Regions from separate parts of the Mus musculus genome. Here all the other regions are linked to region 1. A link is a contact called in public Hi-C and HiChIP or PLAC-seq data. All regions are on one chromosome and are shown on one strand. Each heading gives the region's core, a stretch centred on a gene start, on an enhancer-like site or on the middle of the called end of the contact. The rest is flanking DNA. Distances are from core to core; before and after follow the strand shown. Region 1 holds the start of Hexb (hexosaminidase B). Region 2 overlaps Arhgef28 (Rho guanine nucleotide exchange factor (GEF) 28). Region 3 overlaps Arhgef28 (Rho guanine nucleotide exchange factor (GEF) 28). Region 4 overlaps Arhgef28 (Rho guanine nucleotide exchange factor (GEF) 28). Region 5 overlaps Arhgef28 (Rho guanine nucleotide exchange factor (GEF) 28). Region 6 overlaps Gm34388 (a long non-coding RNA gene). Region 7 has its middle 19 kb from the start of Gm41031.

Region 1 (4,168 bases), core at 809-3,308:
TCCTAGCTGACTCAAGCCTTTGTCACTTTGTATCCATTAACAAGTAACTCGCCTGCTCAAGCAAGGCAAAAGGAAAATCCAGCCTGACCGCCAGCTCTAAATCAAGCAAGCCGCTTTTCAGACGTTATTCAGTCCAGTAGCTGGGCTACAATCCGGGATACCCCAATACTACCAGGCACTTTAGTTGTACATTTTTCGCTCTACCTGTGGGCCACAAAGCATTCCAGCCCATTAGCAATTCAACTCCAAAGGCTTTTTAGAGCAGGCCTCCAAAATAGGGTGACAGTACCCTCTTAGTTGTGCAAATTATAAGCAAAGCATTAGCCTTTCTGTGGCAGAGAACCCCCGCTGTTTCTGCTGCATCAGGGCCTCTTCCACTGAACCTTCCACAGCAAAGAGCCTAAAACACCCACCCTTAACTTTGTTTTGCATTCCCTGGTCAGCTGTTTGGTGTCCTGCAGGCAAAATCAAGTTATAGCTATATGCACCAGACACAGAGAAGAAGTGAAAGCAGGCGACACAGCTAGCACCAAATTACAGTTCCCAGGGGGCAGACCCTTCCGCCCAGGTCTCAAATCGAGAGGGCAGAGGGGGGATCCCATTCAAATACCGTCCCAAATACAATCTACCCTGCAACCAATAAGGTTAGCACAGCCCCTGTTCTTGGCAAGGGTGCCTACCTATGGCTGGCACTCTGTGCCCAGAGAATGCCCGGCTTGACAGTTAAGTGCTAAATGAGGCAAGGGTTTTTAGGAAACCTATTAGAGAGGAAGACAGAGCAACTACTGCCAAGTGTTGGGAAAACAAGAAGAAAAGCAGATGTTACTTAAGAGCCACTTGAAAGGCCATTTGGAAAGACTAACATTTGAATACCTAACATTATTAGGTATGGAACATAGCTCGGAAGGGGGAGGTCTCCTATAAAGTTTCAACTTAAGGTTTCCCCCATTCCCCTGACTACCACCCCAGAGCTCAGAGGTTTAGAACTCTTACTCTCTTACAGAGGACCCAGGTTCGGCTCTCAGCACCCGCATTAGGGGCTCACTCCAAAATTTCATGCCCTGGGCATCTGCAGGTATCTCCACACATGCGGTACACATAAATTCATGCAGTCATATACACTTAACGAAAAAAAAACTGAAGAGACTAAAGATATCTGAATTGTTGCCACATACGGAGCTGAAAGCGACACTGGGGATACCTAGGGCCCTTAAAAGATCCGTATCTAAGGATGCACTCAGAGGAGGTTCACTCTGCAGGCTAGGACCTTGTTCCCTCCCTATCTTTGGAGTCATCTCAACTGCCCATCTGAGGCCCAACAAACTGACTCCAGCAGAGTCACGGGTTCCATTGTTATTCTGTTTTGTTTTGGTTTTTGGAGACAGGGTTTCTCTGTATAGCCCTGGCTGTCCTGGAACTCACTCTGTAGACCAGGTTGGCCTCGAACTCAGAAATCCACCTGCCTCTGCCTCCCGAGTGCTGGGATTAAAGGCGTGCGCCACCACGCCCGGCCGTTGTTATTCGGAACCCATCCTAAGTAGGGTCCCTGAGCACCTAGGGCGCGAAAGAAGAAGCATGAACAGGTCAAGTCTTGGGCTTCAGTCTGCAAAGTTTGGACCTAAGTTAGACTGGCTAGTCATGCTGTCTTCCAGTCCTGTGAGACCCAAGTAGCCCGGCGATCCTTCTCTGTGCCCAAGGTCCCCTCCCCGCTGGGTGGGGCTGCTCACCGCCGAAACGCCTCCTGTAGCAGCGAGCAGGAAGGGCCCGCTGTGGAATTGGGACTGTGGTCGATGCTGAAGTCCTCCGCGGAGATGTACAACAGCCGCGGGAACATCTGCACCGAGCGCGGGAAGGGCCATAGCGCAGGTTGCAGTCGGGCCGGGGCCACTAGGGCCAGCGACACTAGCGACACCAGCGCCTGCAGCAGCAGCAGCCCGGGGGCGCTACGCGGGGACTGCGGCATGACTGCTCCGCGAGTCTGGCTAGGCAGTCTTTGGACCAACCTTCCAGTCTGGGTCGCTGGGAAGAAAGCATCCGTGCCCGGGTCACCAAGTCAGATGACCGAGCTCCCCGCCCGGGCTCCGCCTCCGAGAGGGGATTGGCCCGGAAATTGGGGGCAGGCTCGGTGCAGAGGCGGTCGCGCTCTAGCCGGGATGCTGGGGTGTGGCTCACGCCTGTCACGCCTGAGGAACTTGTTTGTGCAGCCCACTGACAGGCAAGACCTGTCTCTTCCTCCACTCTTCAGGTAGTGTTTTTGTCACTAAATCTGACGGTGGTGGACTCTGATTGATAAAACCTCCCGAGTCAGAATTCCCAGGAGTTGACTTTGGAAGTAATGGGAGGTTAAAATTTATGCATGGAAAAAAAAATAGATAGGGGGAGCATTTAAAACTTGGGATAGACGCGATGGACTACATAAATATTAAAGTGATACAAAGAGAATATTTCTGTAGTGGAGATTAATGTCGATGTATAGTTTTCCAAGGACCTTTATAACGATTAGCTAGGGCGAACGTGCATATGTGTAATCAGAGATTACAGTATGTCTAATCACAGGAAGGCAACTTAGTAAGTAAATAGATGCTAGAAGATTGCTGGAGAGATGGCTCAGCAGTTAAGAACTCTGTTCTCAAAAAGAACCGGGGGGGGGGGTCAATTTCCAGCACCCACTTGGTGGCTCACAACTGCCAATAACTCCAGTCCCAGGGAATACTTCACCCTTCTGGCCTCTGAGGTTACCAGGCACGCATGTGGTACACAGATGTACATACAGATAAAACACCCATACACATTGTGGGGGCTATTCCCGGTTGTCATCTTGTCTATATCTGGAATGAACTACAATCTAGAATTAGAGGGCTCACCTGTGATCCAGATCTTGAGGCTGGGAGACACAAGATTCTGACCTAGATCTTGACACAGAGATCTTGAGACATAGTGGCCATGAAAAGCTTAGGCCCAGGCTAGGTAGGACACACCTTTAATCCCAGGAGAATGAGGCAAGGAGAGCTTTGAGTTCAAGGTCAGCCTGGAACAAAGCAAGTCCCAGATCCAAGCCTGTTGGTATTTACCTTATAATCTGGGCCACACCTTCTGCTGAGGCCTACATAAGGACTTTGGAAGAAGGAGGATTCATTCTTCGCCTGCTTGCACTTAGTTGCCAACACATCTGTTAGAACCTACTTCTGCAGAAGACCAGCTGAAACAATGAGCCTCGTGGGCCTGAGCAGCTACTAGACTCTTGGACTTCCTATTCACAGCTGACCATTGTTGGGTTAGTTGGACTACAGGCTGTAAGTCATCACAGTAAATTCCCTTAATATTTGGAGACATTCTATAAGTTCTGTGACTCTAAAGAACCCTGACTAATACACACACAGGAAAAAAAAATTTTTTTAAAAAAAAAGAAGACTGCTAAGTAGTTCAAAAATTGGGTTGTATCCTACAAGAGCACAGAAATATAACCCGAATTATATCTAGTATAACCACCCCTAGATAAATAAAAGAAGGAATAATAATATTCCACTTATAATGAGGGCAACTTACACAGTAATTTGTGACAGGCCTCTGTATGTAGTATTTGGAGATAAACACATCTAGACACAATCGATATCACCAGACCCCTGTCTCTTCCCCTCTCTTAGAACTACCATCCAGGTTTCCTCTTCTAGCTTCATTTTCTACACTGGATGTTTACAAAGACTTTTCTGGCAGCTCTCTTTTGCACTGCTTGCTGTGCCTGTGTGGTTTGGGTTTGTCTGGATCCTCTTTTTTCCTTGTGTAAATGAGAACCTGCTTGATGTTTTGCTAGGGCATGCACTTGAGAGAGCACATGGTGTAAACAAGGGCTCAGGGCCAGCTCCTTACAGGAAAATGCATGTCTATCCTAATAAAATCCCAACCCCAGTCAAGAAGCTCAATGTCACAGCTTCTCCTTTAGGACAAAGCTAGTGAAGGCCCATAAGCAGCACGCAGCATGGAGAGGCGAGCAGGTGTGTGTAGGCTTGTATTTTTTTTTAAAGATTTATTTATTTATTATTATAGTAAGTACACTGTAGCTGTCTTCAGACACACCAGAAGAGGGAGTCAGATCTCGTTACGGATGGTTGTGAGCCACCATGTGGTTGCTGGGATTTGAACTCTGGACCTTCGGAAGAGCAGTCGGGTG
Region 2 (4,168 bases), core at 667-3,166, 800 kb after region 1:
CAACTAACCTTTTCTTTCTAACGATGGACAGATCAGTAGAGCCCGATCATCAGGTCAGAGAGCTCGGTCAGGACATGACTTACTAATTCAGCAGTAGGATCAGAGTTCAAATCCCAGAACCCATGTCCGGAAGGAAAAAGAGCCGTGCATGGTAACACATGCCTGTCACCCCAGTCCTGGGGAGGTGACCACATCCCTAGAGCTTGCTAAACAGCCAGCCAAGCCACTCAGTGAGGCCCATGGCAAGGAGAGACCTGGCATAATTAACTCTACTGGGAATTTATTGTATTGTTTCAATTCTGAGGTGGCCAGCACTTGAAGAAGGACACCGAGGCTGTACTCTGGCTTCTACAGCATGAACACATATACACACACATGGACATATGTGCACACATGCGCATGCACACACACACACACACACACACACACGCACACACACACGCACACGCACACGCACAGCAACATGCAGAGCAAGTTGTAAAAGAAATGCCTAGTTATTACAGCTTGACTGTGAAATGTGCCCTCTGAGCTCTGTATTTGAGCACTTAGTCCTCACCTGGAGCACTCTCCCAGGAGGCCATGGGGCCCAGCTGGCACATACTGACAGGCAGTACAAGTTGTCCCCGTGTGACAGTCATAGCTACAAGTTCCCATCCACACAGACCTAGCCTCTCCTACCAACCTTCCCTCCCATGAATCTCCCACAAGATCTCCCTCCCTTAAACGACATCTGCCGGACTGCTCGCCACAGGCAGCAGAGAAAGTACCAAAGTTACCTCAGAGTATAGCTAGGCATGCACGGCTCGGTGTGAGTGGCTTGGTGCGACCTAGCATGAAGCTAGCCACCTCCAAGACAGCTGCTCCCAGACCTTGTCATCGCTTGTCACCCCAAGGATGACCCACTGTGTCAGTCTCTCCAGTGGGCTAAAGGGCAAGCCTGCTGAGGATCCCTCCCGGGATCCGTATCAAGTAGAAGAGAACTGACTCCACAAAGTTGTCCTCTGATTTAAACGCACACACATATGCATGCACATATACACACACACAAAAACAAACAATCCCATCCTAACTATAGCTTTACACGTTTAAACGTGACCCTGTAATCCCAGCACTTAGGAGGTGGAGTTCGTAAGGCAGAGGATCAGGGGTTCAAGGTCACCCTTGGCTACACAGTGAGGTTAAGGTCAGCCTGGGCTACACGAGGCCCTGTCTCACAAAAAGCAAAACAAAACAGCAACAAACCCCACGGCAGCTGGAACACACCAAACACTGCGTATGCTACATAAAAACCATGTACAAATGCTACTTTAATCGCGGTCACAATAGGATTTCTCTCATGTGATTCAAGAGCAGAAAACCTTCTAAATCTGAGGGATTATAGCTGCGGAGCGGAAAAGACCGATCAGTCAGATATGGCGGCGCTTTCCCAGAACAGCAGGGGTGGCTCAGGATGAGAGGACATGACAAGACAGGGTGGATGTGGGCCAGCTTTTTCCTGGGGTGCCTGCCGGATCAGCAGCTTCTCAGGGGATCCCCAGGTTTCCTTCAGTTATCATCCTCACTACTGGGTAGCTCCACCGGGAAGCCTAACCCACAGGTTCCCATCAGCAGCCCCTTGCTATGCTAGATGCTCTAGCAACAGGCGATTGCAAGGGACATTGTTTTGTTTTGTTTTGTTTGTTCTGGAAAGAGGGCCCTTTGGCACCAAGAGGGATGTGGCAGTGGAGGTGGCTGAAGTGTCTTGCTTCTCTGAAAGGTGCCACAAATCTAGCAGGAAGTGGTTGGCAACACACAGCAGCCTGGATGTCAGGAAGCTGACTTCTGATGAAACCCAGCTGGCCTTCGGGAAGGCCAGGCCCAGTAGCTAAAGGAAAGTGTAGCCTACTTGCCTGGTTATGTAAGAGACACACACCCAGACATAAACAAACCTGTGGCCAGCTTGCTGCAAAGCTGCTGCCTCGAAGGCCCTCACCCACTCCCTGCCTAGTTCTTACCACAAGGGCTAGGCAGGGCTTGCAGTCCAGAAGTTCTTGCCACAGTCTGGCAAATTAGTCTCTTTCCTCCCTCCCTCCCTCCCTTTCTTCCTTCCTTCCTTCCTTCCTTCCTTCCCTCCCTCCCTCCCTCCTTCCTTTTTTAGTTCCTGCAGTGTGCTTTGTCTTACCATAGGACAATACCAGCATAGCAGGATTTATTAAGAATAATTAGCCATAGCACCTCAGGTAAGCCTGGCTTCAGAGTTCAGCATGAAGCAGCCTATGAAACAGTGACCACTATTGTCAACAGTGGCCCTCAGGGGACAGACAGCTCTTGTAGCCTCCACTGGAACCCACAGCAGTGTTTGTCCAGGTCATTCACACGCCCTCGCTACCTCACTCTCTCTTACACCAGTTATATTTGCTTATTATACGTGATCATTTATCATCAGTTAAGAACGTAAGTCCTGTAAGAAAAGTGACTTTGTATGTTTTACTCACTTTGTCCCCAGGGCAGAGAAGTAGGGCGGGCCATAATCAATACACAATCCATAATTGTGGAAATAAGGAATAATTTCACCTCAAGAAAATACACTTGTACAAGGAACAATGAAGAGAACACTCGTTTCCGGGGCTGAAATGTTTTTGTTTTCTGCTTCTGGAAGCTTCTTTGGCTGTGTCTCAGCTGTGTCTTGCTCTGCCCCGACACTTTCTTCTTTCTCCCACCCATTCCAACTTTTTCCCCAATATTCACCATGAACCTGCTAATTGAATAACATGCCAGTCCAGCCCAGGCCTCTGCCTCTCTGACCTTTGCAAGCATCCTCAAGACCAATCCACTGCCATCAACGCCAAGTCTCTGCAGGCCAACAAGCCCGCCTGCCCTCCTGAGTTTTTGCATTTTGCCCTGTGGCATCTACCACACTCCAGAGGGGGAAAAATTAATTTCACTCCTCTGGATCGAGGTAGCTTTCTGGTTGAGTCTGATCAGTAAACAGAGCACGCAGAACAACACAGACCCTGTGTGCTTCCTCTGTACTGTTTAATCCCTTTACTTAAAACATCCAGAGATGGTCATAGTGGCAGAAGGCTGTAGTCCTAGCATTCAAGAGGCTGAGGCAGGAGGATTGTTGAGTGTAAAGCCTGTTTGGGCTACCCAGTGAGATTCTGCCTCAAAAAATGAACAGATAATCAAGTATTTACTCTCTTCTAGAGAAATACAGGAACATCAGGCAAAGTTGCAAATGAAGGAACAGGGAAAGGAAGAAAAAGCATGGAAGTGAGGGAGAAGAAATAAAATATGAGACACAGCAAAAGCACCACCTTCAGCACTCTCGTTCCCATGACAGACGGTGAACCCCATTGCTCTGGCTATATACACAGTGCTTACTGCAAACCAGACCCTCGTGATTCCATTCAGTCATCTGAGCCTAAACAACACGGGCAAGGAAGCCAAGGTGTCGTTCAAGCCCCGCCCCCAAGAGCACATGACCACTGTCAGTCACCTGCTGGCCTATTCTAAGTACTTTATTACTGGGGTCACTGAGTGTTCTATTGTGAAGCAAAGAATATCACGTTTGACTCTGGAATATTCTCTATCAGAGACTGTTCAATTTAGAGGTTGAGGTTTGTTAGATTAAAGTTAAATTAATATTCCTAACATTGGTGAACATTTCACAGTGGGCATTTCAGAGAGGTTCTGAACGCACGCCTGACTTTGCGAAAAAGAAAAACGGTTTAGCAGTAGCGCAATTTTCTTTTTCCTTTTTTCCAAAAAATATAGATATCACACCCATTAGACACTGACACATGCTAGAATATTTCACAGAAATTATTTTAGATATTCAGGCACAGCTCCAATCTGGCATGGCTGATAATTCTGAACTACCTTTTGATTTTCAATCTCTCTCTCTCAATCTCTCTCTCTCTCTCTCTCTCTCTCTCTCTCTCTCTCTCTCTCTCTCTCTCGTTGTGTGTGTGTGTAAAACTCAGTCTAGATGAATTACCTATAACCATATAATCATTTTTTTTTATTATTCTTAGAGGAATGAACTGTCAAAAATAATACCATTTCATTTCTTCTCCACAAATTAAATCCTCTGGAATACAGCACACATCTGAGACAAAGTGAGCATAATTTTATGCTTATGGTGTTACAATGTACAAAGTAGGAAAATCTGACATTTCCATCAGCT
Region 3 (4,168 bases), core at 421-2,920, 770 kb after region 1:
ACTCAGGAAAGTTGGAGAGGAGAATGCATGCTAGCTGGGGGTGGGGAGGGGGATTAGGAATGCCTATCCTTTGAGCGTGTGTGTGTGTGTGTGTGTGTGTGTGTGTGTGTGTGTGTGTGTGTACGAGAGAATCCAGAGGGCTCCTGGACAGGCAGAGACTTGCGCATGCCCACTGGGAGCTCAGAGCAGGTTAACTAATTCAGGATTCCAGCAAGGGGCTGAAAGCATGTGACTCGCACAGAGCGGGTTAACTAATTCCTGCTACAGGGAAACAGAAGGTCCATGTCCGGAGGAGTTGCATAGTTTGTCTGAGATCAAAAAGCTGGAAAATGATAAAACCCGGCCCGAACCCAGGTCCAGACAGTGACACTGTCCATGTGTTTCCCCCACAGCCCGCTGCTTCAGCTGCAGGGGCATATTTGAAATGCTCACCAAAAATGACATCTTGTCTTTTGATGACATCCTTCTCCTGCCTACTGCAAAAGGAAGGGTCCACCACGAGACTCCAAGACTCTGCTTCAAACTCCTGAGCATCACTACTGAGGTCGATCCACAGAGAAGAATCCACAACATCTAGAAAAGAAAGGCCGGAAGTCTGTAAAGCACACATCATGAAGAGATCTTCAAGTACCAGGGTTTCAGGCTCAAACCTGCTAAAAGCACAGAAAGGCCCCAGCGAGAACGATACAGTACGGACCCGAATCATCTGAAAACCAGAAAGACAACTGCCGGGAGAGCAAAGAAGAGCGGTCTCCAACAGGAACTGCACGGGGAGGCTGTGGGATTACTGGAGATGCCTTGGTTTGTTTGGGCTCACTCTACTGGCGTTTTCCTTGGTGACCTTCAGAGTCCATGCAATGCTTACAGAGTCCTGACTTCACCCATTTCTTTTGCCTGGGTTATGTTCTACAGTTTACTCAGATCTGAATTTGGACTTGTCCGCTTGATATTACCCAGGACTTGGCAAAACAGAAAGCACAGTGCTAGGCTTGAGTCCCATGAGTACAAACGTTTGAGAAAGAGCTAAACACATGTACACAAACACCTTTCAGGAAAAGAACTACACACACACACACACACACACACACACACACACACACACACACACAAATAAACCTCTCAGGAAAACTAAAGCCTGCTTGCCCCAAACAATCCTCCTTAGAGGTCCCAGCTGGTGGTTGTAAGTATGAGATGACAATAGGCTTTAAAGAGCCAGAAGCTACACCCTACAAAATACACTCCAAAATGCTTTACTTCCCAGAAGTAGCAGGCAAAGGGGTGGGGCCCAGATCACATCTCTCCGAGATCTTAATTAAATATGTACTTGAGGAGTCTGCTCCAGTCTCTCAATAGCTGCGGAATGTTTCCAATGATAATGGCACAGTGCAGTTCATTCTTTTAACTCTATCCACCTCTTAGGAACGTGCTGCTGATAATCTCACTCCTGATCGTGTCCCTCGAGACTAGGTTGTCCTTTCTAACAACTTTTACTGAATTTGTCTTTGACACTTCACACGTGTATAAAAGACATCCTCAGCCCCCTCTCCTCGCTTTCCCCATCCCTTAACCTTCCTAACAAATCACTTTCCCACATTCAGGTATTTCTGAGATCGTTAAGAAAAGGAGACTCTACGTCAAGTAGATGCCATACGACTTCTAAAAGAACAACAGGAAGCTGAAAGGTTGCCTTATAGGTAAAGCGTTTGGTATGTAAGGGTGAGGACCAGAGTTTAGATCCTCCGGAAACCAAGCAAAAGCCAGCCGGGCATGGTGGCCTCCTGTAATCCCAGGACCTGGGAGGCAGAGATAGGCGATGCCCAAGGATAAGCTAGCTGCCTGGATTTATCCAGAATCGATGATCCTGCCTCAATCAATAACACCGAGAGTGATTAAAAAAACAAACAAACACCCAACATCGGTGCCAGGCCTCCACATGTTCTCTTATCCACACATGTATACACTCACACATGTTAACATGCATATACACATGTGTATACCACACACATACATAAACATAAGGAAAAGAATAAAGTAATACATCTTATTTCTTGTGCAGAATACCTCTGTCAGCTAAATGCTCATAGAGACCGAGGATCATACAAACATCTCACCTTCCATCATGAATGACTCCGTGGAAGGAGAAGAGCCCATAGACTGGAACAGCTCATCGGAATGAGACCTGCTTCTCCAGCTGTCACCCTCAGACTCTAACGATGTCACTGCCCTCCTGAAGCTGGGAGAAGTAGGGGGACACTAGTTAGCCCCAGCCACCATCCAGGACCACAAAAGTGAAGCAGCATGCAGAGCCTCACCTTTCCAAAGTGGTGCCGGGGACACTTCTGGACAGTGGATGCACCTGAGCCGCAAATTCCTTCCTTCCAGCTGGCAGTCCGATGGGCATAGAGGAAGAAGGGTGCAAGGAGAGCCCAGGTGCTGGGACGTCTCTGACTGAAGAGCCTGGAATTACAGTAGACACTCCATGTGCTAGCGCAGCATTTACAAGCAAAGAAAGTCAGAGATGTCCAGACAGGTAAACCCTCAAGCAGCCACTTCTACAGTGGTGTGGCCCAGTCTAGAAACCGGTCTGTTGGCCATTTCCTGGCATTTTTCAGATGTCCCTTCCTTTTCTCACCCTTCCAACACCCATGCTGCAGGGCTACTTCCACACCTTCCTTGGAGACTGTGGATGTCTGGGGTGACCCAAGCAAACAGGTGAATGGAATGGGGAAGCAAAGGCCAGCTTTCCCATAAACCACCGCGTGTACTCCTCCAAGCCAGCTTTAAGTAGACGCAAGGTGTTATTAGTTCTGCTGACAAAAATGCATATGGAGTGTGTAAACAAGGATGTCCACCCAGAGAGCAGCTCAGGGGAAAGGAATGATGGTGGGGAGTCTACTCCTTATGGAGCAGGACTCTCAGGCAACAAAGCCCAAAGCCCAGCCTGGCCCTTCTCTCTCATATACTGACAACAAGAGGGCATCGATACATTTACATTTGGTTTGAGCTATAAACAACTCAGGATGCTTCAGCCCCTTTGGATTATAGCTATGGAGTACACAGTGTAGCTATGGAGTACACAGTGTAGCTATGGAGTACACAGTGTAGCTATCGAGTATACCATCTGGACACACAGGGAGAATGTTTACAAAGGTTCCAGGATGTAACAAGGGAATATATCTCTGCTTTAGTCTCATGAATTTCACATAAAGAGGAGGAATAGATGACGTGGAAATGTCTAAATTCTAAGCTTCCGTTTTAGTCACCCGTTTAACCTCACGACAATAAGAAGCATCTCAGAAGTGATTTCAAAAGATGTTTAGGGCCAAAGCAAGGGGCTGAGTGGCAAGAGAGCTCAAACCAACTAGCATAACAACACACCCTATAGCATATCACCATGACTTAGCACACTTAATTGTCACCACCAAAGTGGTTTTCAAGATGTCAGTTATATTTTGATACAGCGTGGAACTTAAAAGTGACCAGGCACTTAAAATACCTGCAACTCAGCATGCAAAGCAACTGAAGAAATACAAGATAACAGAAGAAATGACAAAGTCTCTCACGATAAAGGAAGTGTTTTTCAAACTGAGGATATATTAGCGTGACTGGCTCCTGTGGGTGACACCGGGAAGTGTCAAAGGTAACTGATTGTTTTCAAGAGAAACTATTTAAACCTCGGCAGCATATAATTAAAACAACAACAGAGTCACCAACTTTAAAAATATACAAATAAAACATCAGCATGCTTTACAACTTCTGTATCACACTGAAGGTGCTAATGAGACACCAACCTCACACACTACTAATCCAAGCATAGGGTCTCCGTAACACTGGCCACAGGGACCAGCAAGAATGGACAGATTCCAAAGCCAAGGGCTTCTTTCCCACTAAACATTTTAACTCTTAAGGAGATTTTAGCATGTGAGTACATGCTATTATTATGAAAGCATAAAAATCACATCCATTTAATACAGTGCCTCTGTTTGCCTCAAAATTAGTCAATCAATAGCCTATCCTCCAATAAAAAAGCATTAGAATTGAGACCACCAGGTTACACTGTTTCCATACAATCCCTGTATGATACACAGACCATGCCCTGTATACAGTGCAGAACCTCTAGGGCTGACCTAGACGTTTATATCCTTCTTCACTTCTTTACATAGCTAAA
Region 4 (4,168 bases), core at 670-3,169, 740 kb after region 1:
TCATTGCCAGAGAGCTGAATCTACTTTGTATACAAAAGCAATAGGTTCTGGTTACTAGCAAGTTGGTTAACAATTAACAATACCTTCTCCCCTGCATCAGAGACTGCCAAGTCGGTTACCACACCCTGGAGCCCGGGATCCACATCCCAACAGCCTCTTCCTTCTGTCCCTTCTGTGACTAATGCTGGAAGCACGCCATTGAGACAGAAACAAAAAGGACAACATCAAACGTCAGCCGGCCAATTACATTCTTCTGCCCACAACTGAAGCACACTTCAAAAAAAGGAGTCATCACGAGATAATACATACTGAATGAACCTACAGGGGGCGCTAGAGATCGCAAGGAAGCCCGCAGTCCCTGCTCTCCCGGAGCTTACAGGCTAAGAGACACCAAGCAGCATCCTTTGCCACCTGCCATTTTAACTGCGCTTCTTTCTTGGGCTCATGTGTCCATGGGCTGTTTGTGGTACCGAGTCTACATCTCGCTTTCATTTAATAGGACAAAGCTGCCTGGGAAAGAAGTAATTTAAAACAGGTGCCCAGTGGAATTACAGCAAGGTCTCTTGGCAGACCCAGGTCCATAAAAGGCTCCCTCGAGGCCAGTACAAGAGCAGCAGCTGATGGACAAGGTTTAGAACGCAGGTCCAGAGGGCACTGATCTAAGAAGGCTGGAGGCAGCTAACACTTTATGGTCTCAGAGTCATAAAAACTGAGAGCCTGCCTCAGTTTCTCCTCATTTCCAGCTTTGCTCACACTTCCCACTTAAGCTTTAACACTGTAAATACATTTGACCTAGGAAAACACATCCAGAGATGTTAAGTACCAAATACAAATTTACCTTTACCGGTGAAACCTCGGTCGGCAGGATTTCATCATTGCTTTATGGATTTCAGTTAAAACTTAGGCTATGTTCACCTTTTCCTGACTTAAACCAGGCTTCTCAAGGCTGCTCCACCCCACCCCACCCCCAACTTCATTGGAGCAATATCTGACCAGGATCCTGACCAAAATACTCATTTTGTGATGTTTATAAACTTCTTTTAAAAATATGGTATCATCACGCATCTTTATTTCTAACAAGGGGCTGCCCCTTTCTCTTTGTTTAAATTTTAAAAATCACATGTATCACCATTAGGAAACAGCAGCTGCCCAGGATTCCAGAAAGCCTCTTCTAAGCCAGAGTTTTCTGTGAGTGGGAACCACTTCGAATGAACCCAGTGAAAAGCCAAGGTCACCCGGTGCAAGCGAGCACTTCTTAGGCAAGGATGTTGGAGGGACAATTTATAGCAACTTTTCCTAACGCCTAAAGAGACAGTCAAGCCATCTCCAAACCAGGAGCCAGTCTGTTCCTCTTGCCCACTTCCTCACATTAACAGTTAAACGTTGGAGGAAGCTAAGATGGGGCCGAGCAGAGGTAGAAGGGGAGTTTCCAGAAGTTTCTGCACCCTCAGGCATAGCTTCAGGGTGGGCAACAGGGTCTCCACTGGACTGACCATTCTGGACAGTAGAGTATAATAGTCTCCTTTGGTAAGTGTACTCATGAGCTTGTAACCTCAGACCGACAGGGGCTCGCTTCACAAAGGCCCTCCCTGAAGCCCACTGCAAAGCTACTCTGGTCCTTCTTTGAGGGATCCTCTTCTGCCCTTAACAACTGTATAAAGAGACCAAACTCTCAGAGCACCGTAATCCAAGCCAAGCCAAAAAGGATGGCTTCTGGCATACAGGTTCACCCCATGCCTGATCCTAACGGCAGGGCAGGCTGTTCTAGGTCTAGCAAATGGGTGTAGATTCTGTAGGATTCGGACAGGGAGAACCCTCACTGGCCTGCCTGAAGGGAGGAGAGGACCTGGGGAGGGCTCCAAACAGCTGCAGGGCACAGAGGAGCCTCCCAGCTGTCCCTGGGGCGGGGCTGATGGCGGCAAACCCTCAGTATTTTTAGAGAGCACTTCCTCAATGGCATAATGTGGCTCTTCTAAAGGAAATCACCCAGAGCAGTACAACTCCCTTGATGAATCTGGCCGGTCGAAATGAAAAACATATGTGCACATTCTGAAAATAGAAAGCCAGGGTTAAATAAAGCAGAATTTGGGAGGGGAAAATAATTTTGGGTGCTTGTAATAAAACAAAAACCAAAAAAAAAAAAAAAAAAGAATAGAACTAAAAAGTTATACTGCCCCTAGGCATTCTACTGAACCAAGGGATTTGTTACAAGAAAGTCTAAAACAGCATGCCTGTGGTAGCGCACACTTATAATCCTCGAACTTGGGAGAATCAGAAATTCAAGAATTCAAAGCTCATTCTCAACTACAAGAGGAAATTTAAGGCCAACGTGAAAGCCACATGGGACCATTGGGGGGGGGGAGGGTAAAAAAAAGCAGCTCGTGCAGACATTCTCTTTCCAAGTAAGGTTTGTACCATCCTCACATGAAAAATAGTCTCTTTATGCTCTTAGAACCCTTTTTTGGAATTCCGTATTTAGCTTAAAACTCTACATAAAAACAGCATAATTGGGCTCTGAGACATTGCTAAGCTTATTCTCTACCTTATTATTTTTAAAATACATTGACAGCTGAGTGTGATGGTGTACACCTGTGAGTTCAGTGCTTCTAAGGCAGGAGGATCATAAACTGAGATCTGCTCAAAACAGAGAGTATATTCCAACATGAAGAAGAGTCCCTGGGAGGGCTGAGGGTGAGGCTCAGTGGTAGGCTGCTCGCCTGGCATGTCCGAGGTCTTGGGTTCCTGTTTGGCAATCGTGTCTATAATGATGCCACCAAACCTCACGCTCACACGTGCACCTGCATGCCATGGGGGGAGGGGAGGCTTAGCCGAAGGACAGAACAGTACAGCCTACCAATGTTAAGTCTTTGTCCTTGAAATACAAGTGCCATTGTCACATATAATATCTCTTTATGACCAGCATGATTATTCTCAAGGTTTTTTTTTTCTAGTTACAAAAAAATTACATTAAGTTCCCCTGAAATCAGGTAGTTACTGCTTTTGTTTTATGTGACCACTATATGCACTAGAGGCTGTGCGCAGGCTCGTGGCCAAGGCCTGTGCTGTCGTCACTTACAAGCAGTTGGTGACGCTGGTACATCCTGTGTACTGGGTGTGTCCATCAGGACAGTCCCTCCAGGGCTTTCTTCGGATGACTGGCTTACATCGCCCATCTTTGAAGCCTTCACAGCCACTTGCAGACTCTCGGCTAGGAAGGAGGAAAAGCAAAACTAAATCTAAGCCATAAATATACAGAGAGATAGTGTAGTTTACCAGGTGTGTCCAACCTGCAACAGGTGGGCTGCATGGGCCCCAGGCGGTAATGACTAAAACTCAATGCAAAACTGTAAACTTACTTAAAATGTTATGAGTTTGTTTTGTGAATTAATGAATCGGATTGAAACTCTGCCACGTGGCTCTTGAGCAGGAACTTTGTAGATCACAATTTGTTGCAACACAAAGATTGGATGTTGTGATCAACCAAGAGTTGTTAAATCACATTTGATCAGCAACTGTTATTATACAACCCAGGGAACTACAATTTGGTTTTACTTTTCTTTATTTTTCCCCCTAAAAGAGCTTGCGGTAGACGACGCTGGGCTCAAACACCCTAAGGGTTACCTAAGGGTAACCCTGAACTCTTGACCCTCCTGCCTTTACCTCGCAAGTGCTGGGATTCCAGGAGTATGCCACCATGACTGGTTTCTATGACACAATAATTGATGCCCAAGGCCCCATACATCTTCAGCAAGAATTGTACTCACTGTACTACGTCCCCAGTCTGCCTTCCTGGTTCTAATAGTTGTATAAACACATGTTCATGAACACATAAACCTATATCCCCCAAAAGGCTGTGATCTGAAAAAAAATGAAAATACGTAACAGCTGGCCACTTACAGAAAAATCACGCAACCCCGCAGTCTACAGCAGCTGATAGCAGCACCCTTTTGCATAGAGAATTTAACATATTTTTTAAAAATCTATTGTATAAAATATTTCAAATGTAACTTTTAGTCAACTAGTATCCTGGAAACCTTCCTGTAATTCTATTAAGACACATGCACTATTGGGTATTAGGATTTGAAACATTGTTACTAAGATAGTAGCTGTTCCTCAAAGGAGTGTTTCTTCAAATCTGCTTTTAATGGTATACAGTTCCATCTGCTCT
Region 5 (4,168 bases), core at 1,143-3,642, 710 kb after region 1:
ACAGTGGCAAAATAAATGAGATAAAATATTTCAATTTATTAGAAAATTTATTTTCACTACATCTTTTCTTAGGAAATACATCCATCCAGCAAGCAGCTCCCCCACCAGCACATATGTATGCATGTAACACACATACACACACATGCACAACATTCTCACATGTACACAAAATCACATATACACAACATGCATATACGCATGCACAGGCACACACACACACACACATACACATGCCTGTTATTAAGGCATATATTAGAGAGAAGGAAGTTGGGTGCTGAGCGCACAGGTTTCCACACAGGACATAAACTATGAAGGGACACGCACAGGGCTAGAGAGAACACAAGGCCATACTGGAGCAGAAGGACAAAGAAGCCATCACTCAAAATTTAAGACAGATAGGCAGACAGACAGACAGAGTGAAAGAAAAGAAAGAAGAGGGAGGGAGAAAGAGAATGGTCTCTTTCTGATCTTAAAAGTGTCTGCATATAACTGTAAAAAGATTTTCTTTGAAAGCTATTTCTCTGAGAAACTGTAGTGAGTCAGTTTGAAAGGAATTCCTAAGAGTGGATCTTTAGGAATTCTAGAACATAGGAGTTAAAAAGCAGCAATGGCATAAACACTGAAGTCTCAGGAGGTAGAACGTGAAAAGCTACTGACCATGCAAGGGTACCATCTCTCAGTGATGATCAAACATGGAAAGAACATCCCCCCAGTGTTATTTATGTGTTATGCCTGCAGAACCACAGTATCCTAATGATGCTAAGCCCTGAAGAGGACCAGACGTACCAGGAGTCGAAGGCACCAGTAGCAATGGTTCACTACACAGCCTTAGAAAACAAACCAAAACAAACCAAAAACAGTCCTGCAAAGCTAAGGACCCCTTTCCACTCCTGAATGTTATATTCTAAATAAATTCTCATTCATGTGCACAAGGCCTGAGTGCTTACTGGTCATAATTTGTAATGGAAAAGCATAAGAACTATGCAGCTTCCTCTTGCATAAGGCAAGGAATGCACTGGCCTTCATAGGTTGGAAGAGTATGTATCACACACATGCATAAATGCATACACTGAAGCAGAAAAGCCGGCTATAGAAAGACCTGTATGTAATAGTCACACAAACAGGTTCGAAAACATTGTAAGGAATCCTAACTATGGAACTGATTCTGAAATGTTTACTTACAAGAATAAAAAAAAAAAAAATGTGTTTGACATATGGGATATGGATGCACATCCCTGCCTAGGGAAGAGAGTGAAAACAGCATGTAGAGATGATATTCACAATAGCTCGGGTGTTAGTCAGCTCTGAAGAAGAAACTGAGAGTCACAGGAGGACAAACAGCCTTCTTTGTAAGTCACCATTCCCTGGGAAGAAAACGCAGCGACCTGAAGCAAACGTGGCCAACCGGTGCTAAGCGCTCACCGCGTGGCTAGCCTTTCCATTCTCTACATTTCCGGTCCTCATGACTAAACCTTCTATAGTAATGAATGCATTAAACACACAGGAAGGAACCTGCTGTTGCAAAGTAGTGTTTACCTCAGTAGCTTATTTTTAATAACTGGAAAAACGCACACATGATATTTGTGAAACTACTGGAAAATTAATCGTACAGCTGTCACACATTGATATGGAATTCCTGTCAATTTTTTTCCCCTAGGTGTGGTGATGGTGTTAAAAAAAACATTGACATCAGAGATTCCTTTAGGGGAAGATCGTGTGGTGAATATCTGAAATATAAAGGCCTGTGATGCTGTATTTTAATTGTTCAAGCTATATGAAGCAATTCTAGATTAGATTTTGTAACTGGTGTTTATATTTGGTTTTCAGAAGTTACTCTGAGGTATGAATGTGCATCTTAAAGACACTATGTTAAACTTATTTAATCCACACTTAAAGCATTTGTTATAAATTGAAAATAGTTCTACGGTATATTTTATTTGCAGCAATCATATGTGCAAATAACCATCACTAGGCGAATAAAATAAAATGTATTTTTTTAAAGTGCCTTATCTAGTAGAGACATTTATTGAAATGTTCAGGGCTTAATATATACGTATGGAAATGTTTACAATTTACTTTAAATACAGAATTGACGGAGGTGGGAATCTGAATGAAACATGGCGAGCCGAAATGTGGTGATGGTATGTGAGGAATTCCTACACTCCTCTGTTAATTTTGGGTCTGTTTGAAACCGTTTGTGACATATCCAGGTAGACAAGGGGTGTGTTCATCCTAAATAACACAGAGCAGTCAAACCCTGGCATGACTGGGAGGAGGGAAAGAGAAGTCAAGGATGAAGTACCACACAGCTACAGGCGGTATCCGCATGGTACCGGATCTTTCTGCGGCTCCTGGGAGTTTCTAAGCACAACAACAACAGAGCAGGCGGTCTGGAAACCGCCAGCAGCTTGACACTACCCACGCTGAAAGAGTTACGCTTCTCATTTTGCTGAGAGAAGAATCATTCCTCTGCCAGCTGAATAAGGCAGGAAGTCAACCTAGGAATTTTAATGCTGCGTTTACTGCTTGCTGGTTCAGTAGAGGGGAAAGCAGCTGCTAAAACTCTCCAGCATCCCAGACTTGGCCTTTCCCTTTAATCCAGAAGAAGGCAAGCAATTTAGTCAAACACACCCATGCTAATTAGTTCTACCTGCTACTTCGTAATTATGCTATTACCAGATTTTTAAAAATGAAATCCAATTCTTTGTTTTCAGTGCCTATGAATGAGGGTTTTCCCCTCTTGATTAATTACAAAATGACGGATGTTGAAGAATTTGCAGGCCCATCCTTTTTTGAAAAATTGGCTTTCTATTGTGCAATATAGGGTTTTGTTTTGTTTTTTGCTCCATAGTTTTTAATGAGAAACATTAACTTGGTAATTCTCATTTGTTTAAAATGACATTTGCTAAGAAGCCAAATCCTGAAGTATCACTTCTAATTACAGCCTTGAGTTTATGTCTCTCAAAAAGATTATAATTTAAAAAGCACGGTGTAATTGTAATACACAGCAAGTGTGTATGGTTTGAACAAGGTCTCATACCTTGGTTCTCTCCAAGCTTGTTATCATAGCAAAGATTACTACATTTTTAAACATTAAAATGAAAATACTTTAGGAATTACATAATTACAAAAGTAGGAAGTTTATAGGAAAGAGGGAAACATTAAGATTTTTTTTTCTTTTAAATGATTGAAACAGCAATCAAAAGCAAGCCAGGTGTTGTGGGGCATACCTGTAATCCCAACACTGTGGGGAACGAAGCAGAACTACTGTGAAGTTAAAGATTAAACTTCACATGGGGATGAGGGAAGAAAGAGAGAGAGAGAATATGAATATGAATGAAAATGATTATCTCTTTGGAAACATCTCTCTCAAGAGAGCTGACTTAAGGCTGTCTTGTAAATAAGCACAGAAAATGGAGCTATGTACCTGTTGATATTTGTATTTCCTGACCTGTGACCCCAGACCAGAGCTGAAGGAAAGCCACCTAGCAGCCTTTGCTTATCTAGGTGATAAAGATGACCAAGGTTGTCTAGTAAGTTCCTCTTTTGACACAGATCTGTTTCTTTGACAAACAATTCTATTCAAGAAACAACACCCATCTGGCCAGATGATTTTACTCCTTATTAGTGAAAGACAAGAGCAGAAGTCATGTTTGGTAGCCTCGGGTACTCCCTTCAGTCATGTTTGGTAGCCTCGGGTACTCCCTTCAGTCATGTTTGGTAGCCTCGGGTACTCCCTTCAGTCATGTTTGGTAGTCTCGGGTACTCCCTTCAGTCATGTTTGGTAGCCTCGGGTACTCCCTTCAGGACTGACATTCCCTGCTGCTGTGCTGAAGACCTTCAAGCTTGTGGCCATGGAGTTGCCGGTCCCCTTGTAGAATAACAAGGCAGAAATGCAGCTAAGTTCAATAGGTGGGCCATCCTGCTCAGTGGCTAATGAACACCACTCTGATGCATAGCATCAAAAACTCTCTAGAACAGAATAGGTTCCTGATGTGGTGGCCAGGACAGGTTTCGGGGGAGAAGAAGGCGTCTGAACTGAACCTCAAATGTTCACCATGGTGTCAACAGCCTTTCATGGAAGGTCAGTCCAGTGAAGTGTACAGTCATTGTAACAGGGCAACGCTAGATGTCACGAGCAAAGGTGTCCTGTTTGTATGAAGTGTGG
Region 6 (4,168 bases), core at 890-3,389, 670 kb after region 1:
TTTAGACACTGGCTTTAGATCACAGTTCACCAAGCAGCCCCCACCCCTCCTGCTGAGAGGGCGCATCCTTGGCGTGCAACAATACAAAGGCTCCCGAGGGACTTGACCCCACAATCCAAACAAAGCCCAAGAATCCAATCTGATCACAGATCCAGAAGGAAAGTCAGGGTTCAAGGTCAGGGAGCAGGAAAACACACTAAGTCTTCAGCCCACAGGAAACTGAGAGGCCATCCTCAGAGGACACGTTTCCGGCTTCCGCTCGGCTGGATAAACACACCTGCCTCAGATGCTATATGAAGATCCTGGATTTTAGTGCTGTCAGCAGAACTTCCTGGCTGTCTGAAAAGCTTTGGGCTGTGTCCTTCCAACTTGCTGAGTTTTTATTGCAGAACGGCCTGGAGGCTTTGACTGTCTCTGGGGGCACAGTAAAAGAAGGGACATGAAAAGAACGTAAGATAGCATTCAAAACGCACACGAGCGAGCACGGAGTGCAGAGCCACATGGAAAATCAATGATGATGTCTCCTCTGGGGACTACGCTGCTGCCTGGAGCCTGGGCTTCTATTCCTCTGGAAGGAATTAGGCAGTGATGGCTGCTTCTGCAAAGGCTGCAGGCTCAAGTTTCCTAGACAATATCCTGGACTTTGAATGTGTGTGTCTCAACAAAATGTACATGCACTGGCCAAACAGAGCAGTGGTGGCTTAGTGGCTTATTAGGAGAGTGGGTACTTTAATCGAGGTGATGGCTTTTTGTTTCTAAATTGGGATCTTTCTGACTCAAAAACACCTGGAGGAATAAGGTTGCTTCCGACCTTGATTTTCATGTGGCCTTGTGCATCCTAAAAAGCTTAAGAGAGAAACTGGGCCACTTAAATACTGAAGCCTGGCTCAGATACTGTACCTGTTCCCTGTGCACTTTAAGATTTGAGCTGTTTATACACGGCATGGTTCCCATGTCTAAATAGGATGGGTATCGCCAGAGAACTGTATGTCTGTGAACATGTTTTGGGCGGAGCTGCACTGGGATTCCCAGAGGTTAGGAATAGTAAGACTAGACCATATGTAGAATACGAGACCATATGAAGCCAAGAGTTGTCATCTTTATATGCATTATGAGGCTTCTTTGGCCATCTCCTTCCACAAACGAAACCTTGATGCCCTCCCTGCAGCCTCCCCATCTCCCACTCCAATCTACTGTCTCACCTCACCCTTTTCCCTGCCTATACCCAACTCACACAGCAAGAGACACAAGCTCTATGTTTTTCCCACGACCACAGGTGCACCACAGGTCCACCTTCCATCTTCAACAGCTGAGCAAGCAGAGGCCTGGCTCTTGAGTTTACCCTTGGCCTTCAGTCTTCACAGGGAGCGAGCAGTTGTGCCCAAAGAAGAAAGACTAGCCCAGAGTGGGAAAATGATGGCTGGAAAATGAATGGGTCCTCAGATAAAAGCCTTGCTTTGAGCCACATTGATAGACCATTTATGCCTTTCTCAGACCACTCTGTAGTGGAAGCCCCAAGACAATGCATGTGAACATATAAGAGGTAGGTATTCTGGAGGGGAAAAAAATTCCACAGAATCCTGAGTTCTAAAATCCCAAATGATTTATTAAAAGATTAGCTATCAATGGTTGATGGCAGAGCTAAGCAGAGGTGGGGTAGGGAAAATGTTTCCTACCACAGAGCTGAGCCCTTCCTGTGCCCTTTAATTGAACATGCTATTCAATCCATCTGGGGCGAAGGGGTCAGTGGAAAGTGAGTCTGGAAGGAGGGCTCTGTGAAGTCATGTTTGTTTCCTGACTAGTTTCGCTAATGAGCAGCTCTTCTTAGCAGCTGCTAAGTGATGATATCCACGTGCCATGCAAACAAAGCGCGGACACCTGAGAGCTTTCTAGAAGCATTGCCGGATGCCCTCAGCACTGTCAGTGGTGTGAAGTCAGGGAGGTTCTTGCAAACCATGGTGCGAACAACAAGGAATTTCAGCTATTTTCCATAGCTTGATGAATCTATTCTAATTAGAATTTTCAGACTAGAGCGCACAATATTCCTAAAAAGACAAAATTACTCCTGGGGGTTTTAAAACTCCTTTCTGAGCCTCATGCTGTGTTTGCCTGTTCTGCACATAATGATTTATTGTGTCTTCTTTCTTCCGGTCCTTTTGAACTCTGCTTACTCTCTCTCTCTCTCTCTCTCTCTCTCTCTCTGTGTGTGTGTGTGTGTGTGTGTGTGTGCGCGCTCGCGCGCGCCCGCGTGCGCGTGTACATTTTTATGAGCTTTTCTCTCTTGAATTTCCTGTCATGAAGTCAGAGGATACATTTTTATTTTGTAATAAGGTTGCTTAAGTCACTTCCTCAATCTCTCTCTGGAGAGCTGGGTTTCAATAAAAGTACTTCGTGGGATCTCAGCATGTCCTTCCCTTTGTAGCTAGCTCCCTGCTTTGGGGTGATGAAGAGGAAATGGAAAGAAGCTATTGTCTACCGATGGCATGGCAGGAACAGAACACACATACTTAGGGAGAGTGGGTGTCAGGGTGCTCTGTACTTTCAAACAGCAGCCTTCTCTCCCTCTCTGGATCCCTTCTTCCCTCCACTTCCCATAGCACACAGTGGCTGTAGAATAAGACTGGTCTGCCCACACTCCCTTCTTGGCTCCATTTCTCTGCTACTGGGGCAGTGTGCACAGGGCTCTCAGAAACAGACTGATTGCTTTTATCCCTCTTGAAAATATTTATAACCAAACACTGGCAATCGCCCTGGGAAGCAGGCCTATAAATTTCCTCTTGCCTCCCACCTCTCCCTATCTTGAAACCGAAGATGAATCAATTCTAGAGTGGGATTGAAGAAGGGGGTGGGAAGAACCTTTGATGGATTCTGATAGTGATCTCTTATCTTATGGGCAGCACTCCGGTCTAACTTGAACATCTTGGTTTGGCCAGGGTGACTGACTGCTCACGGCAAAGCAAGGGCAAATGCTGTGGCACCGTGTGGAGCTCATGCTGGAGAGGGCTTGGAGACATTCCACTCTGTCTTAGACAGAAGGATACTTCACGCCACGGGCTGATGTGCATGCCAGCCTGGCAGCCTGGATACCCCCTCCGAATGAATAAGAAAACATGCAAAAATGCAGAAGGTCTGAACCTGGGGGGGGGTTGTTGAAATACTGAGTCTTGTTACAGTGAGTACCTTTAGCAGACACACTTCTATTCAGTCCACGTGGGCATGAGATGTCACATGCCACCCTGGCTTTAAGACAGGAGTTACATCTGAGAGGCTTGAATGGCTCCGGGCATCACCCAGCTTAATGATGGGAGAACATCAGAACTGGTAAAAGGTCACGGTGGCCCATGACTGTCTTTGGCCTTGCCTCTTATCAGTTGTGACGTGAGAAAGTCATTTGAATTATCTGAAAAATACAAATAATAATGCCCACGGCACAGTGAGATTGTGAGAACTGCGTAAGACAATGTACACAGGGCTCTCCCATGAACTCAGGCATGGCGTGACCTCAGTGAAGACTTAGTTTGTCACTGGTGTGATTGTAATGGTGCTGTGATGGTTCCCAGGCCGGCTCGGGCTGCTGTGACTTTGGTGTATGCAGAGGCTAGGGCAGGCCAAACACTTTGTCTTCAGGAAGTTTATACCACATTCATAGATAAATCAGCTTTTTGACGGGACTGGCTTGACATCTAGTCAGTGTGTCATTGCCAAATGCTATCTGTGGCCCTCATTTTCTAACCTGGTCACAAGGCCTGAATGGTGAGCCACTCCCACACCTGACTGTAATGGGTCTGGTTTTCATAATAGCATTCTAAAGTTCATTTTATTTTCTCACTTTTCTAGCTGGTCAGGACATGAAATCAGAGTTGGTGGTAACTAATTTTTCTGAGTCTAAAGAAATTATAGAAGCAAATTTTCTAAAGTTTTTGAGGTTTATAACCACTTCCCACTATCTTTAAGACCAGCTGGACAGGGATCCTCAGATCCATTTTTGTATGGACTTGGACAGAATGCTGAACTTATGTATACTGTCAAAGATTTCCCTGGTCTTTGTTTCTATACACTGACTACAGCGATTCCTCACGTATGCTGGAGGAGGGACCTTCATCCCACAAGGAGGATCCTGAACACTGGCGCCCTCTTGGTACTCACTGCCAGGTCCTCATCCTCCTGC
Region 7 (4,168 bases), core at 1,116-3,615, 650 kb after region 1:
AGCCAGAATTCCTTTCCTCCCACCGGTGTTGGGATGAAGTCAAAGACAAGCAAAGGAGAGATTGGGTAACTTTTATTTTTAAAGGAGTGCCTAATTATGGAAGATATGGTTGATATTTTGATATTGTTTATAATGGCTTCATTGATTTTTTTTTTCCTTAGCCAATAAGAAGTGAGAAGTATCAACCCCACCCCCACCCCAGCCAAAATCCAATAGAATTCCTCCCCAGCTATTCAAAGTCCCTCTGGTGTGATCTAGAATAGAAATATCAATGCACACAGTGTACTGAAGAAATTCATCCGTATTTACCTGACACCTTTTAAGAGCTCTCCCCAAACTGCCCTAACAACCTCTGGCATCAAAGCCTGCTGAGACTATGTGGAATTTTTCCTTCCTGTTTGAGTAAAACTTAGGAAGACGGGTAGCAATTAAAAGCAAATCATAATTTTTAAAACCTTAAGGGAAATTATTGTGGTATGCTGAATTATCGGGATGTCAGCTCCCACCCACTTAGGATATGGCTCGTAATAAAACAGCAAGCGTCAATAGGCCTTAAAACCAAAGCACTCCTCCAAAGACTCTCTACCTCGGTGATTTCCTATTGCTGTGATAAGACACCATGACCAGCTTATACCCGAGTAAGAGGCAGAGAGGGAGAGACTGGGAATGGTGAGAATCTTCTGAAACCTCAAAGCTCATCTCCAATGACACACTTCCCCCAACGAGGCCACACCTCCTCCAACAAGGCCACACCTCCTAGTCCTTCCCAAACAGTTACACCAACTGGGGACCAGGTATTCAAACAAATGAGCCTGCAGGGACCATTCTCATGAAAACCGCCACAGTCACAGTAGAAATCACCATTCTGCTCACTCAAGTGGGAAATGCCATCCTTTCTTTGTAGTGTTATAACTGGCTGCCTAGGCAGTGCTCCCAAGCACTAACTCACCCCTGGGGCTTTGAGGAGATGGGTTGCTTTCTCCTGTAGCATCTCAGCATTCAGAATATGCTAGAAGTGCCTCCATTTGAGCAATGTAGCCACAGACGCCATCATTCTCCTGCTCAGCGAAGCACTTTGGGCTTGAGAGCTATACATGCTGAAGGAAAGCTCACCAAAGTCAACTCCATGGGACTGTATTTAGTTTCCTTTCTATTGCTGTGATAGAATACTCCGAGCAGAAGTGACTTGGAGAGGAGAGGACATAGGTCATCACCAAGGAAGTTAGAACAGGAACTCAAGGCAAGAATCTAGATCAGAAAAAAATGGAGAAACACTACCTGTTGTCTGACATCCTGGCTCATTCTTGACCAGCTTTCTTACACAGCCCTGGCTGGACCACCGTGGAGGGGAAAGACCACGATGACTCACAGTGGGTGGGCGCCCCCCTCTGTCAATTAAGACACTCAGGACAATCCCTCACAGACAGGCCCACAGACGAATCTGATAAAAGATGGTTACTCAACTGAGACTCTTTTTCAGATGATTACAGGGTATGTCAGGTTTTGAGTTCATGGTAAGTAGGACAGAATGTTAAACTGTTCTCATTTTTTGTTTGTTTTTAGAAATCTCACTCTTGAAACACAATCTGAACCCCAAACAGCTTTCTCTCCACAGTCCACTCTGGTCCCTAGAGTGCTGAGCCCATGTCTGGTTACCAGTGTTCAGTGTATCTGCCACGTGCCAGCAGATACAATAGACCAGCACCAACAAACACCCTGCCCAGAAAGGTCTCCTCTGTATTTTGGTGCCAGCCTAGATGCTTCTAATACGCAGTGAGACATAGACACCCTGAGTGGATCTAAGTCATCTTCACTCTCTCCGGATCATGGCAAAACTGGAAGTAACCTTCGTCTATTGCTCCTACGATGAATTCTCTCAACATTTTAGAGCATTCAGTTTATTTCTCCTAGTGACCCGTGTTTGATCTAGAAGACTGAGCAAATAAAAGCGAGCAGAATGAAGGAACCTAGACACATCACTTGGCGGTCAAGCTCCCAGAACTCCTCTTATCTACACAGGTATCTTCAAAACAGAGCGTTCGTTGTGGTTGTTCTCCAGTATCTTTCTCCTCGAATGCGTTTGCTGGTGTGCTTCCAGGTCAGTAAGCGGAGCACCCCACCCTTCTGAATGGCTGCTTGGCATCTGTGTGTGCCTCTACCATCCTTTCAAACAGACTTCTAGAGCAGGGCTGGGCGTTTGCTTGTGGGTTTGGGCTGCTACTTTGGTTTCTTTGGGGTTCTTCTGTATTGTATTGTTTTCCCACTGTAAGCACCGTTGAAGTGGGTGAGAGAGGACTAAGCTGGCACATTTCCTTAGGAGATATTCCTGAGAGTAAATTTGCTGAGGCAGGGTGTGATGCTTGCTGCAAATTGTTCCTTAAAACACCCTCCTCCAGACTGTGCTAACAAGTACTAACTTCGACCCAATACAGGCATCGCTGTCTTTGTTTAAAAGAAAAATCTATTCAGTCTAGCAAGTAAAAAATTTGTATGTGTTATGTGTTTCCATTTCTTTTAACTGGTGGGTCTTTTTTTTTTTTTTTTCCTTCTAATAATTTGAATGTCTCCTTTGAAAATATTTTATTCATGGTTTGGGCCTATTTCCTACCAGGTATGAACACCTTCCTCCCCATTTCCCTCTTTCCAGAGACAACCATGAAAAGTTAGATTTGTCTTCTTCCTGATCTTTTGCTGTGCATTAGGAAACACACATAGAGTTCTCAAATTTACTGTTACAACTTTTGCCAACTCTCAACTTCTCACCAACCAACTTCTTTTACATATAGTACCACATCAGCCATGTAAATTTACCTCAGTATATTGAAATGCTGAAAAAAAAAACCCACAATATGGGCGTATTGGTGCTTAGAATATTCCAGAATTCCATCATCAGTGAACATTTGAGTTGTATCCAAGTGTTTGGGGTTGTTTAATGCACATAATTCTTTATGCCTCTTTGATTATAAATGAATGTGCTCCAGGATCAGTACTTTGAAGAGAAATTAATGATTGTTATCAATTGCAATCAAAGTGCTCTCCGGAAAGCCAAGCTGCCTTCCACCAGGGGCATATCAGCGGGCCCATCTGCAGCAATGCTGACCTGTGGCCTCTGATTGCTTGCACTTATTTTGCAATTTGTCTTAGAACGTTGGTTACTAATTTTTAAAGCATCCTTTCTTGTCTCATCCTATTACTGAAGAGAGCACTCGCCCTCTCCACAGTAGGAGCCTTGTTCACGCTTTCCTTATGACTGTCAGCATTATTCCAGGAAATCTTTCACATCAGCCTGCCCAGCCTGGTGTCCCTGCCTGTCCCCTGAGCTTGGTTCTTGTCCTCCCTAGACTTCCTCCAACCTTCTGACTTCTCAGAACCGTGATCCTCAGCTGTCTTTCCATGCCAATTGCAGATCTCCCCTTCATGACATTTACCAACCATTCTTTGAACTTCTGTAAACGTCCTTTGCTTTGTTGTTTTAGAATTGCTAAGCCTCATAATAATAATGTTCAAAAATCTATTTATTAATCCTTGGCTCCGTATGAGCTGTTGTGCTAAGTGCTTTTGTAGATATCATGTCACCTATAACCTCTACACTATCAACATTTAGATTTTAAAAAAAAAATCTGAATATTGGAGAACTAAAACCATCTGCTCAAGGCCACCCATGAGTGGCAGGCCAGAGACTCCAAGCCACATTCCTCTGCTGCAGGTCCCATGCCTCCCACCACTCCACCCTGTGCCCTTCTCTCTTCTATGAGTGCTATGGTCTGAGTACTGTTCCACCTCAAAATCCATTTGTTGACATTGATTTTCTATTCAACAGAATTGAGATTTGTGCCTCTTGGAAGGTGATATATCCTACCCTCACTAGTAGAATTATTGTCCTAAGAGAAATTTGTAGGATCGCATTAGCACCTCACACCACAAAAGAAGATTCAATCTATGAGAATTCTGCCCTCACTAGACACCAACTTTGTTGATCTCTTTGTCTTAGGTTTCCCAGCCTCTAGAACTGTATGAATAAATGTCTGTGGTTCATAAGCAACCCAGTACTTGGTATTTTGTAAGAGCATCCTTTTACTACCCAGGCCAGGAGACTGGAGGTTCTTGAAACAGGATTTTGCCCTTTTTGGCATCTTCCATACAACATAACAGAATGCCGTAGGTGATC

Evidence for each region. A called contact is a pair of places that touch in the nucleus more often than the background predicts. HiChIP or PLAC-seq counts read pairs in DNA pulled down with a chosen protein or histone mark.
Region 2: a FOXA1 HiChIP or PLAC-seq map of pancreatic cancer cells shows a contact between it and region 1. The contact joins the enhancer-like site here to the promoter of Hexb in region 1. A contact is called at or near these places in 11 of 115 datasets of contacts at active chromatin or transcription factors (bone marrow-derived macrophages, craniofacial prominence, embryonic basal ganglia and 8 more) and 1 of 9 other capture datasets (liver).
Region 3: an H3K27ac HiChIP or PLAC-seq map of extraembryonic endoderm stem cells shows a contact between it and region 1, with 9 times the contacts expected there. The contact joins the enhancer-like site here to the promoter of Hexb in region 1. A contact is called at or near these places in 1 of 39 promoter capture datasets (cranial neural crest), 1 of 484 Hi-C or Micro-C datasets (bone marrow-derived macrophages), 27 of 115 datasets of contacts at active chromatin or transcription factors (T-cell acute lymphoblastic leukemia, bone marrow-derived dendritic cells, bone marrow-derived macrophages and 15 more) and 2 of 9 other capture datasets (adipose tissue and embryonic stem cells).
Region 4: a contact with region 1 is called in a Hi-C map of B cells, with 22 read pairs. The contact joins the enhancer-like site here to the promoter of Hexb in region 1. A contact is called at or near these places in 2 of 39 promoter capture datasets (cranial neural crest and second pharyngeal arch cranial neural crest), 5 of 15 datasets of contacts at CTCF or cohesin (the NIH/3T3 cell line, embryonic stem cells and stem cell-derived epiblast-like cells), 15 of 484 Hi-C or Micro-C datasets (B cells, the C2C12 cell line, CD4 T cells and 9 more), 35 of 115 datasets of contacts at active chromatin or transcription factors (DN3 thymocytes, bone marrow-derived dendritic cells, bone marrow-derived macrophages and 20 more) and 3 of 9 other capture datasets (adipose tissue, liver and macrophages).
Region 5: an H3K4me3 HiChIP or PLAC-seq map of stem cell-derived neural progenitor cells shows a contact between it and region 1, with 10 times the contacts expected there. The contact joins the enhancer-like site here to the promoter of Hexb in region 1. A contact is called at or near these places in 2 of 39 promoter capture datasets (neural stem cells and second pharyngeal arch cranial neural crest), 1 of 15 datasets of contacts at CTCF or cohesin (the NIH/3T3 cell line), 1 of 484 Hi-C or Micro-C datasets (bone marrow-derived macrophages), 9 of 115 datasets of contacts at active chromatin or transcription factors (bone marrow-derived macrophages, craniofacial prominence, embryonic basal ganglia and 5 more) and 1 of 9 other capture datasets (embryonic stem cells).
Region 6: a contact with region 1 is called in an H3K4me3 HiChIP or PLAC-seq map of bone marrow-derived macrophages, with 5 times the contacts expected there. The contact joins the enhancer-like site here to the promoter of Hexb in region 1. A contact is called at or near these places in 1 of 484 Hi-C or Micro-C datasets (bone marrow-derived macrophages), 4 of 115 datasets of contacts at active chromatin or transcription factors (bone marrow-derived macrophages, embryonic midbrain, kidney and 1 more) and 2 of 9 other capture datasets (adipose tissue and embryonic stem cells).
Region 7: an H3K27ac HiChIP or PLAC-seq map of embryonic stem cells shows a contact between it and region 1, with 15 times the contacts expected there. The contact joins the enhancer-like site here to the promoter of Hexb in region 1. A contact is called at or near these places in 1 of 39 promoter capture datasets (embryonic stem cells), 1 of 15 datasets of contacts at CTCF or cohesin (the NIH/3T3 cell line), 1 of 484 Hi-C or Micro-C datasets (bone marrow-derived macrophages), 6 of 115 datasets of contacts at active chromatin or transcription factors (acute myeloid leukemia, embryonic stem cells, kidney and 2 more) and 3 of 9 other capture datasets (adipose tissue, embryonic stem cells and liver).

Annotation. Positions count from the first base shown.
Region 1 is chr13:97,196,299-97,200,466 of GRCm38.p6, forward strand. Hexb (hexosaminidase B) reads right to left here and starts at 2,059. Exons shown (of 14, transcript NM_010422.2): 1 at 1,728-2,059. The coding sequence starts at 1,963.
Region 2 is chr13:98,000,460-98,004,627 of GRCm38.p6, forward strand. All of the region lies in intron 9 of Arhgef28 (Rho guanine nucleotide exchange factor (GEF) 28), which reads right to left. Among named protein-coding and RNA genes, the nearest start is that of Gm34388, 110 kb to the left of the region's middle. Within about 2 kb of position 1,917, at least 53 of the 459 cell types and tissues checked have an H3K27ac peak or open chromatin away from gene starts, as enhancers often do. A contact at or near this core is called in pancreatic cancer cells, where this site is marked.
Region 3 is chr13:97,964,976-97,969,143 of GRCm38.p6, forward strand. Arhgef28 (Rho guanine nucleotide exchange factor (GEF) 28) reads right to left here. Exons shown (of 36, transcript NM_012026.2): 19 at 2,313-2,457; 20 at 2,112-2,233; 21 at 433-573. Among named protein-coding and RNA genes, the nearest start is that of Gm34388, 73 kb to the left of the region's middle. Within about 2 kb of position 1,671, at least 8 of the 459 cell types and tissues checked have an H3K27ac peak or open chromatin away from gene starts, as enhancers often do. A contact at or near this core is called in extraembryonic endoderm stem cells, where this site is marked.
Region 4 is chr13:97,939,377-97,943,544 of GRCm38.p6, forward strand. It overlaps Arhgef28 (Rho guanine nucleotide exchange factor (GEF) 28), which reads right to left. Exons shown (of 36, transcript NM_012026.2): 30 at 3,077-3,208; 31 at 84-184. Among named protein-coding and RNA genes, the nearest start is that of Gm34388, 47 kb to the left of the region's middle. Within about 2 kb of position 1,920, at least 63 of the 459 cell types and tissues checked have an H3K27ac peak or open chromatin away from gene starts, as enhancers often do. A contact at or near this core is called in B cells, the C2C12 cell line, adipose tissue and 3 more, where this site is marked.
Region 5 is chr13:97,908,824-97,912,991 of GRCm38.p6, forward strand. All of the region lies in intron 35 of Arhgef28 (Rho guanine nucleotide exchange factor (GEF) 28), which reads right to left. Among named protein-coding and RNA genes, the nearest start is that of Gm34388, 17 kb to the left of the region's middle. Within about 2 kb of position 2,393, at least 62 of the 459 cell types and tissues checked have an H3K27ac peak or open chromatin away from gene starts, as enhancers often do. A contact at or near this core is called in craniofacial prominence, forebrain and stem cell-derived neural progenitor cells, where this site is marked.
Region 6 is chr13:97,867,257-97,871,424 of GRCm38.p6, forward strand. Gm34388 (a long non-coding RNA gene) reads right to left here. Exons shown (of 4, transcript XR_382800.3): 4 at 1-414. Among named protein-coding and RNA genes, the nearest start is that of Gm34388, 25 kb to the right of the region's middle. Within about 2 kb of position 2,140, at least 16 of the 459 cell types and tissues checked have an H3K27ac peak or open chromatin away from gene starts, as enhancers often do. A contact at or near this core is called in bone marrow-derived macrophages, where this site is marked.
Region 7 is chr13:97,843,041-97,847,208 of GRCm38.p6, forward strand. No RefSeq gene overlaps it. Among named protein-coding and RNA genes, the nearest start is that of Gm41031, 19 kb to the left of the region's middle. Within about 2 kb of position 2,366, at least 6 of the 459 cell types and tissues checked have an H3K27ac peak or open chromatin away from gene starts, as enhancers often do. A contact at or near this core is called in embryonic stem cells, where this site is marked.